2 separate regions of the Mus musculus genome follow, and region 2 is linked to region 1. The links are chromatin contacts, called in public Hi-C maps. All regions are on one chromosome and are shown on one strand. The core of a region is the stretch at or near the end of the contact, and the rest is flanking DNA. Distances in the headings are between cores, read along the strand shown. Region 1 has its middle 57 kb from the start of Gm46324. Region 2 has its middle 88 kb from the start of Gm38407.

Evidence for each region. A called contact is a pair of places that touch in the nucleus more often than the background predicts.
Region 2: a contact with region 1 is called in a Hi-C map of the C2C12 cell line, with 3 times the contacts expected there. The contact joins two enhancer-like sites. A contact is called at or near these places in 1 of 15 datasets of contacts at CTCF or cohesin (the NIH/3T3 cell line) and 3 of 484 Hi-C or Micro-C datasets (the C2C12 cell line and nephron progenitors).

The regions. Positions count from the first base shown.
Region 1 is chr12:10,131,930-10,137,723 of GRCm38.p6, reverse strand. No RefSeq gene overlaps it. Among named protein-coding and RNA genes, the nearest start is that of Gm46324, 57 kb to the right of the region's middle. Within about 2 kb of position 1,698, at least 11 of the 459 cell types and tissues checked have an H3K27ac peak or open chromatin away from gene starts, as enhancers often do. A contact at or near this core is called in the C2C12 cell line, where this site is marked.
Region 2 is chr12:10,531,856-10,537,287 of GRCm38.p6, reverse strand. No RefSeq gene overlaps it. Among named protein-coding and RNA genes, the nearest start is that of Gm38407, 88 kb to the right of the region's middle. Within about 2 kb of position 3,102, at least 3 of the 459 cell types and tissues checked have an H3K27ac peak or open chromatin away from gene starts, as enhancers often do. A contact at or near this core is called in the C2C12 cell line, where this site is marked.

The sequences.
Region 1 (5,794 bases), core at 449-2,948:
AGAGGAAAGAATGACATACAGCCTTACATTTATATGATGCTGAGTCCAGAGAGAAAATGAATGTGCCTGCAGCAACGGTCATTCAGTGTCAGTTCCCAGACACTCGGAGGACACCAAAACACATACAAGGTGGTCACAATTACCTTCTTTTCCACTGACTCGAGACACACCACCTTCAACAGTAGGCATGGGAAGGGAGTACAATTTTCTACATCTGCAGCACATTAAGCCCTTACCTGATACAATGTGATTCAAAAACTAATAAATCAACAGCAGAAACAGACCCTGGTGGCTATTTGTGAGGAAAAAAGAACTTTTCTCTGTGACCCATGTTGGGTACATGTGCACAGTAAACTTCATGGTTTTAACACACCTAAATATATTTCTTGCTATACATATAGGTCTTAGTTATCTGGGTTTTAATTGTATCTATACTCATGTTAATATGTGGCTTTTTGTGAGGTATCATTTTCTATAATTCCTTTTTTTCAGTAATTCAAACTTTTATTGAATATATTAAGATGCTTTTAACATTCTGAACCAGAGTCTCACTTGGGCAATATCAAACTCTAATATTTTATATTATTTATATACACTAACATAGATAAAAATAATTTTATAGTCATGTATGGTACTGTATGTGTGTGTGGATACATAAAAAATCAATGATATCTTTTATTTATATTCAATGGTCAATCATGACATACAGGTTGCAAGTATGTTCATTCACAGAATTACAATCATCCATGGCATTTGCAGAGGATTGGTTCCAGGCCCTTGTTCAATTGCCCAAATCCACAGTTGCTCATGTCTACTATATAAAATTATCTAAAATGGTATAGCATTTCATGTAACCCACACACATATCTATCTCATGTTCTTTAAATTATTTCTACATTGTATTTAGTACAATGTAAATAGTATGCAAATAGTTGCTTTTCTGCATTGTATAAGGTATAATGACAAGAAATATCTGTATTTGTTCAGCACAGACGTAAGATTTTAGAAGGTTTTGGTCTGTGGCTGGTTGTGGAATCTGTGGGTATGGAAGGGCAGGTTCACAGACAACTGTTCTACTATGATGGGCAGATGTGTGGTCTCTGGCTGAATTTTAGCCTACTGAGTCCAAATCAAAATAATTTCAAGAAAGTGCTACCTGCTTAAGCCTTTTAATGGTCAATCAGGAATTTCCACTCTGGTTCCTTCTGAGTAAACTGAGATTTCACTGATGTGATGTGACGACAGTTGCCAGGTTTGATCCGACTTATGAGATTTTGCCAAGCGTTTCTATGTCCCCTGGGCTGGAGACCAAAATACATAATTAATTTTTGCCCAGGCCTGTGGGAGTACATATGACTTGTAATAAAACAAGCTACTGGCATTCCTACCTTGAGAGGGTATTCATTTCACTAGGGAGAGTGAGGTAGAAGCTATTAGTAAAACTATGTTGATCTTCTTTCAGGGGAGGGAAAATTGAGCCTCGGGGTGAAAAGGAGAGGGTTCAGAAAGAATAGCTGATGTGTGTGAGATAATTCTGTTTACATGGGTAAGAGGTGTCAAAGTGGCATTACTCATGAGACAGATTGGAACAGAATGTTGCAAATCACTTTCAAGATTTTTGTTGGACTTCCCCATATATTTGTAGGCTGGAGTCAGGATTACTGGCTTTGGTAATTAATCCTTCTGAGCCTGCATTCTTTGCTACTGAGAAGAGGAGTGATTCAGGGGCCCAACCTGCTAAATCAAGATAGTGTGTGACCTCTAGAAGCAAGAGGGCTTTTCCTCACTTGGCCAGAAAAACAGAATCCGGGAGCATTGGGATGAGTAAACCAACGGAGGGAGGTGATGTTTGAAGGGCTGCAGAGATTTCTGAGGAGATAAGTTTGGTACATTTAGAGAATGAAATGTATGCAATGGCAAATTCAGAGAACAGCATTGACTAGGGACTATGTGAAATTACAGAAAGTAGGCCCTTAAAGAGTGCCAGAATTTTTAAACAGCATACATTTCAACACCAGTTTATTAACACTTATCTTTCAGGGCTGTTATGTATGCCTGCTTGTTTGTTGAGTTTGGATTCACAGGTGTCAGTGTATTAATCAATTAGTTAATATTAATTAATTAATATGACAGCTGTAAATAAAAGCATTCCATCAGTTTGCAATTATTTTGCCAAATAGGGTATCCTTATCTTATGTCTTTCTGCAATTACTTCTGGTATTACTAGACACTAATTCAGACACCACAGGGGTTGTGTAGGTTAAATTTTCTCTTTGCTTTTTGTCAAGGAAGAAATCAGATCACTCATCTCCTATTAAACTGATTAGGTACTATAAGAAGATAAGAGAAGAATTTGCCCCTTTAAAATAGTTAAGATCAAAGAAGTCATGTTTCCTAGTATCCTAGGATACAGGAGTATGATACAGTTCAGCTCTTTGAGAGACATTTGTAATATTTTTAATAAATAAAATTCTATAAAGTTTTTTCCCTGTGGTAAAATTCCAGTCATTTAAAGACCATAAACTTATGATACCAAAAAGGAATATGTTGATCGCACTTACCATTATATATTTCCAACTTCACAAATGGAAAAGGCTTATTCCCTCTTTGAGCTTAAACATTAGCCTGAGATGGGATGAGCCAGAAAGAGAATTTTGAAAATCAAACAACATATGAGATGGCATCTTGTTCAGTGGGTTCTATCTCTGGCCTTGAAGCCGAATCAGAGTTTCTATTTCTTAGGGCCTGTGTCACTCTGTCCTGTAGTGTTTCTGCTCTTCTGCCCATGTTCCTGGGTATAAACTCCTTGAAAACTAGGCTTTAGTGAATTAAATGGCTTGGTAATTCAAGCTTCTACTTTGTGCTTGTGGCAAAGTAGGACATGAAAAATGGGTCACTGGATGATCACGTGGCAGAGTTATGAAGATGTTTTAAAAGACTCTATTATTATGTGCAGGCACACATGAAGTGTGTGTGCATGTGCCATGGTTCAGGTGTGGATGTCAGAGGACAACTTTGCATAGTTGGTCCATAAACATCCTTAAATAATTTGTTTTCTGGGATTCAGCTTGATGACCAGGCAGTTGTAAACGTTGTTATTGTTCCTTAAGTGTCAATAAAACTTCTTTGAACGGGTGTATCTTCTTAAAGATGATTAACTTTGGAGTCCTACGGCTTAGGAGGCACATCATGGCTCCAGTTTCCCCTTCGGCAACCTTTTCTATTTAGTCTTTGTTCATTTTGACATCAAACATCCTAGATAGGGAAAGGGCAAAGCATGCGAGTGTGTTTACTTCCTTTCCCTGCCTTAGTGCAATGGGCACTTCAGAGGGAGGGTTTGGAAGCTGTTTAAAGTCTAAAATGCTTGCTCCCTGCCTTTTGAGTACATGTGTTTGAGGCTGAAAATCTTATCAGCAGATAAGCGCAGAGAGGCAGCCATCCCACATTCCACAAACTCAAGTCCAGATGGCAGGAGAGTTAGGGGTGAAAAACCCAAGCTCCTCAATCAAGCCAAACAGCACACACCTTTCCTGGCCCATTTGTTCAGCCTGTCACAGGTCCCCTCACATCTCAGGATAGGCCAGATTGGCTGTTTAATTAACTCCCCAGGACAACATTTTAGTGAGGGCAAGTCTTGTGTTACTGAAAACAAATCGAAAGCTCCAGTTTTTTGTTCTTCTTCCTTTGCTTTGGTGGTCACTGTTATCTGGAGATTCTGGTTCAATTCAAATGGCAAGAGTGATAGGTTTTGTGCAAGGATCCACTTGATCTTTTGTTTATTTTTCTTGTTTTACTCATTTAGTCTGACAGGGTGAACTTAAGAGATTTATTTTCTCAATGCCAAGGAAACAATAGCATTTGTGCGTGTGTGTGTGTGTGTGTGTGTGTGTGTATTTTAATTCTTTTTTTTCCTTTTTTTAAAATTTATTTTTACATTCTATAATCCATTCACACCCACCTCCCCATCCATCCTCTGGCAGTCCACTTCCCATACCTCCTCCCCACCCCCTGTCTCCATGTGGATGACCCCACCATTGACCCCACCTGACCTCTAAACTCCCAGGGGCCTCCATTCTCTTTGAGGGTTAGGTGCATTATCTCTGAAAGAACACAGACCTGGAAGTCCTCTACTGTATGTGTGTTGGAGGCCTCACATCAGCTGGTGTATGCTGTCTGTTTGGTGATCCAATGTTTGAGGGATCTCAGGGGTCCAGATTAATTGAGATTGCTAGTCCTTCTACAGGATTGCCCTTCTCCTCAGCTTCTTTCAGCCTTCCCTAATTCAACAACAGGAGTCAGCTGTTTCTGTCCATTGGTTGGGTACAAATATCTGCACCTGACTCTTTGAGCTTCTTGTTGGGTTTTTCAGAGGGCAGTCATGCTAAGTCCCTTTTTGTGAGTGCTCCATAGCCTCAGTAATAGTGTCAGTTGTTGGGACCTCCTCTTGATCTGTATCCTACTTTGGGACTGTTGCTGGACCTTCTTTTCCTAAGGCTCCTCTCCATTTCCATCCCTGTAATTCTTTCAGACAGGAACAAGTATGGGTCAGAGATGTGACTGTGGGATGGGAACCCCATCTCTTACTTGATGCCCTGTCTTCCTGCTGGAGGTAGGCTCTATAAGTTCCCTGTCCCTACTGTCAGGCATTTCATCTAAGGTCCCTCCCTTTGATTCCTGAAAGTCTCTTACCTCCTAGGTCTCTGGTGCACTCTGGAGGTTTCCCCCAACCTCCTATTTCCTGAAGTTGGCTGCTGGCCCTCAGGGCTTCAATACTTTTCCCTCACCCAATACCAGATCAGGTTCCCCTCTACCCCCACTGACCCCACCACCCTGTCCACTTTCCCTCCCAGGTCCCTCCTCTCCCTCCCCAGTGGTAGGCAGTTAAAGTTGCATTCTGCTTGCAAGTGAAACATTGGCTGTGAATAATTTTCAGGGAAACTTAATTCTGCTTATAATGCCTTAAGAATGTACTGTGACAGTCTATGGATGGTCCTTCCTTCCATCTCAGCTCCAAACTTTTTCTCTGTAACTCCTTCCATGGGTATTTTGTTCCCCATTCTAAGAAGGTACAAAGTGTCCATACTTTGGTCTTCCTTCTTCTTGAGTTTCATGGGTTTTGCAAATTGTATCTTGGGTATTCTAAGTTTCTGGGCTAATATCCACTTATCAGTGAGTGCATATCATGTGTGTTCTTTTGTGATTGGTTTACCTCACTCAGGATGATATCCTCCAGATCCATCCATTTGCCTAAGAATTTCATAAATTCATTGTTTTTAATAGCTGAGTAGTACTCCATTATGTAAATGTACCACATTTTCTGTATCCATTCCTCTGTTGAAGGACATCTGGGTTCTAGAGAAGGTATCCAAGGAGCTAAAGGGGTCTGCAACCCTATAGGAGGAATAACAATATGAACTAACCAGTACCCCCCCCTCCAGCTTGTGTCTCTATTTGCATATGTAGCAGAAGATGGCCTAGTTGAACATCAATGGGAGGAGAGGCCCTTGGTCTTGCAAAGATTATATGCTCCAGTACAGGGGAATGCCAGGACCAGGAAGCAGGAATGGGTGGGTTGGGGAGCAGGGTTGGGGGGAGGGAAAGATTAGGGGACTTTCAGAGAGGAAACTAGGAATGGGAATAGCATTTGAAATGTAAGTGAAGAAAATATCTAATAAAAATTAACATTTTAAAAAAGAAGGTACTGTGACATGCCTCTGAGTATTTTTCTCTCAGAAAAATATTGTTCTTTGAGAAAGGTCCACTTTCTGAGAAATGTATGTTTACATTCTTACTA
Region 2 (5,432 bases), core at 1,853-4,352, 400 kb before region 1:
AGGTGGCGCCATTGTAACACATGTGCCGCCTGAGTGTGTTTCCCAGGAATGTAAGTTTCCATGGACCAGGTGGTCCAAGTGTGAAAGCACACATCTTCAGGAAGTCTCCAATAGACTAGACTGAGAAAAATCTTCTTTAAAGATGAAGTAAATACTAAGTCTTTTTAAGATATAATAGAGAAGTACCAAGCACATACAAATTTTCATGCATATGTTTGTATGCATTTCTGAATGTGATTGTGTTGTCTGTTTATACTCAGAATCTGTGGATTCCCTAATGCATGTAGATGGCAAGTTCCATTTCTCCCTCTCTGGATTCCTTCTCAGTTCTCAATGACAGAGATATCTACCTCTTTAATAGAACCTGTAAGAAGACATGAGGCTTCTGTACTCTACTCTTGTGCTTGTGTACATACAAGGCTATTCTGATATCAAAGTGCTTCTAGCTGGTTATTACTGGCCTATTTAATAAAGCCTTTTACATCTTAGCAGATGAAAATAGCATAAACTGAAGAACACAGTAAATTGTTTTGTTTCCTTACTATCACTACCAGCGGCAAAATGACAAATTCAATTTAACTAGCTATTTTCTTCCACGGAGAATGTCATGTGGCTTCAGTGATGATTCAGTGTTTCCAAGCGTCTTAAGATAGAAGAGAAGAGTTCGTAATTTCTCCATCATTCTAAGAAGCATTTACAATGTTTACCATCTATTATCATTTGGTTTCATTGTTTTCAGCTTCTCGTGTACATAAACACAAAGACGCTGGCTGAGCAATGTTTTTCCAATGTCTCCAGTGCTCTCCGTGAAGCATTCCGGACGACAGTAAGGCACAGGGCACATGGTCGGAGTTGGAATCGGGCTTCAAGGAGTCGGATGAACCGATGGTCAAGACGTTCTAGTTCAGAAGTTAGAAAATAAATAATGCCTGAGAGGAAGGATTCCTCAGCTCTGGGCAGCTGATACAGCAATAAAATAAATGGGCAGTAAAGCACACTTCCTGTTTTGAGAGTTCACATTTCACATTGGCAAAGCGCATCTCTTAAATGCTGTCTCCTGCTTCCATAAATAAACCTGGCACCTTTTAAAACACTTTCCCATCTGCTTCAGGATGAGGAGCGCATTATTGAATACACCTTGGGGAGCCTCAGAAACGGGAAAAGACTACCTGTGAGGAGCATACCATTGCCTTGGCCTTGGCCCAGAAAGCCCATCACCAGACAGCTGGAGTTTCATGTGTTGGACCTGGACCCAGCGGAGATCTACAGCCCCTGCTCTTCATTTGAGGACCTTGTGTGGATCTTTACACAAGGCAGAGCCAGGAAGGGGTCTCAGGTGGCGTTAGAGTTGGGTACCTCTGCAGGCTTCTTTACTCTTCTAGCTGGACAGTTCACATCCAGCTCCTGGGACCATGTTTCAATATATCAATTCAGCTTCCTAAAATAAAGAGTTTTAAAAAGCCATTATTCACCTGTGCTAGGGCTCAGAGGAAGAGGTCTGGTATTTCCAGCAGGTTTCCCAGGCTCATAGAAATCAACTCTGCTCCTCTGGTCAGTGGTAGGGATTCAGTGTCATGGTGAAGTAGTTTGGCTCCTACTAGTCTCATAAACAATGTGATCAAAGACAGGTAAGGAAGTAATTGTATTCTAAGATAATTGTAAGAGAAAGCAACATAAAAAGACTCAAAAAACTCAACTGGCACAGAGCATGAAACTAGCCGAGCTCTCCACATTACTGACTGCTAGCTTCTGATCACTCGGTCAACACCGAGATCCACAACTATCTAGAGATATCTAGAGAACATGACTATATTGGCTCACAGTTTTAGAGTGTTCCATTGATGATCAGTTAGCCTTATATTTTGGAAAACGCAGTGTGTCATGAGAGTGACTGAGACAAACCACTCATCCCATACCTGGGAAGCCAGAGGCAGAAAGAACCAAGGGACAAACGTCCTCTAACCCACTTCAGGGATGCATGCCATTGACGGAAGCTTCCTACTAGCCTCGCATCCTGCTTCACACCACCGCCCTGACACAGCACACTAGACCATGTCAAACATAAACCACAGCAAATTATCTCCATTACTGTACTTTCTCGGATATTCTTCATGAATCAGTTAGAGGCAGCACCTACCTGGCTCAAGGTACAAGAAAAGGAAAGTTAGCATTCAATCTTTACATTGAATATTAAATGTTAGATCCACTTTTACATTTTATTTGTTTATTTTTGTTTATGTGTTTGTGTATCTACCTATATGAAGAGGTTAGAAGGACCTGTGGTTTGAACTCAGGTCCTTGGCCTTGGCAGCAAGGACCTTTTCCATCCAGGCCATCTCAGGTTCAACTCCTTGGTGGCTGTCTACTTTCCTTCAGAAAAAAAAAGGTTTTTAGTTATATGTATACTAATATTATAATATTTGCAATATTAACACATGTTGATTATGTAAAATAGTGCATTCCATCTTAATACTTTCATATATATATATATATATATATATATATAGTGCTTTTTAACCACACCCACTTCCTTTGTCCTCCTTGGCTCCTCTCATTGGTTCCTTTCCTCTTCCCAATTACTATCCTTTACTTTCTTGTCTGATTTTTTTTCTATTTTTCTTCACCAATTTATTTATTCATTCATTCATTCACTTTACAGCCTGATCACAGACATTTCGCTACTCTCGTCCCAGTTCCACTCTCACACACCCTCCTCCATTCCCCATCCTCTTTTCCTCAGATAAGAGGAGGCCTTCCACGGCTACCAGCCTACCCTCTTACATCTCAGCAAGACTGAGTGCACCCTCTCCCATTGAAGCCAGACAAGGAAGCCCAGCTGTGGGAAAGCAATCTAAAGGCAGGCAACAGAGTCAGAGAGAGTTCCTGCTCCAATTGTTAAGGGACCCATATGAAGAGCAAGCTATGCATCTGCTACTTCTGACAGGATGTCTAGATCCCGCCCACGCATGCTCTTTGGTTGGTGGTTTAGTCTCTGTGCGCCTCATAGGCACAGATTAGTTTCCTCTGTAGGTCATCCTGTGGTATCCTTGATCCTTCCAGCTCCCCCTCAGTGCTTCCCACAGCTCTTCCACAGGACTTCCTGAGCTCCACCTATGTTTTGGCTATGGGTCTTTGCATCTGCTTCCATCAGTCGCTGGATGGAGCGTCTCAGAATACAGTTATGGTAGCCTCTTGTCTGCAAGCATAGCAGAATATCATGAAAGTGTCGGGCTTGGCTGTCTCCCATGGGGTGGGTCTTGTTTGATTTTTTTTCTTTAAAAGTCTAAATTCTGCATATGAGAGAAAATATGTAAGATATGTTCTTACATGAATTTAGCTATTTTATGTAATATGATCTCAATTTTCACTCAATTATTTTCTCTGCAAATTAAATAGTTTCATTCTTTTTCATGGCTAAATAATAACACCCATTGTGTACATAAGCCATACTTCAGTCATTCATTCATCATCAGATATCAAGGCTGTTGCATAAATTGGCTATAGTGACTAGTGCTACAATAAGCTTGCATATTTGGGCATGTATACAGATTTTGTTTCTTTATATGTACGTTCTGGAGTGATGTAACAAGGTCATAGTCTAGTTCTCTTCTTAGTTTTTTTTGAGGCTTTTGCCATACTAATTCCCATTGTGAACTGACTACTTTATGATTTAGTCAATAATGCTCCTTACCATTTTTGTTTTCTTGATGATAGCCATCAGACAAGGGTGAAATAGAATCCCAAGGTAGCATCCCAGACTTCTCAAGGTTGCTTGTCTCCTGGCAGACAGACCCGAGGTCTCAACCTTGGTCAGAGAGGTTTTGTTTTTTTTTTTTTTTTTTTCCCTGTACTGTAAGCAATCATGGAGAGATGAGTTGCTATTCACAGCACTGAGAATAAGGGACCAAGAGCTCAGCCCTAAACAAAACCTCATCTCCAGCAAGTTCAGGGAACATTAGAAGGAGAGGAGGAAGAAAGAATGTCAGATCTGGAAGACAGGAGAAATGATGATGTTTTCCGGATGTGATATGGCTATTGAACTTATTAACTCTCAGCAGTCAAAATCTTGGCATACATAGAGTAGATGATCTCAAGGTCCCACTTCATATGAGGAGCTATTGGTAGTGATAGTTCCTAGCAAATAATCATTCTGTATTGATATTATGGCCCTAATAGTTTTCCCATGCTCCACAGAATGGCCCCACCCATACACATAAAGGCAGGACTAACTGGACGTAGTAGGCTATCCAAAGGGGGTAGGGGAGCCATGAATGGGAATAATGGAAGAAATGATATTTTATTGTACACATCTATTAAATTCTCAAAAATAAAGAAGAGAATGAACGAGACTTAGAGTAGGATTAATTTGCATCTTCCTGATGACTAAATATCTTGATGTTTCCCCCACACATTTAGCAACTGCTTATGGTTGTTGCTGCTGCTGCTGCTGTTGTTTTCATATGTGTGTGTTATTTTTCAAATGGATAATCAATTTGCCCATTTGCAAGTTGGATTATTTGTTCTTTTGCTAGTTGTATTCTTTATATATTCTGAATATCAATTCCTTGCAAGTCAATAGCCTGGAAATATTTTTATTCTGTTCTTTAGTTTATCTGTTTATTCTTGTAATTGTTTCATACTGTGCAGAGGTTTTAAAATGCCACACCACCCTCACAATAGGCTTTAGCTACTATTCTCTGAGATACAAAAATCCTTTGCAATTATTATTGCTGCAGGCATTAATTTGGCTTCAAGGTTTATTTACTTTTCTTGTATATTATGTACATTGAACATTGTGATAAAATACATGGAAAAGAACTTAAAGAGTGACTTATGTCAGCTTATAACATGAGATCATTTAGTAGGTGTAGGGAGTGACTGATTGCACTGTGTCAACTTCTTCCTTGAATTTCTTTTTATTCAATTCAGGTCCCTAGCCTATAGGATGTTACTATCACATTCAGGATAGGTCTATCTTCTTCTCTCACTTATATGTCCCTAGGAACACCCTTTAAGATGTGCCCAGATGTACAACTTCAAGGTGATTCCAGGCCCAGTCAAATTGACAATGAAAATGGAAAGGAAAAGGCAGTATTGTTTTCCTCTAGGATTCTGAGCCCATGTAGTAGACAGCTGTAGGATTAAATAGCTGATGTGCCACCATTGCTGGTATTCAATATTGGTCTTTGATTTTAGGAAGCATCAGTATCATAGTTTCTGTGGAGGATTTTTTACTCTTTAAAACCTTATGAAACATGTTCATTTTTATAGTCTCTAAATTTCCCTTTATTTCCTTTAATTTGTTTCTAGAATAGTCCACAGGGAGCCCAGAATTTTTCTCTTGCACCCCACCTTGTCCTTTGTTTGGTTTTTACTTTAGATATGTTCTGAACTGAATAAACCCCCCTGGCTTACTGTTATCTACTTTATTT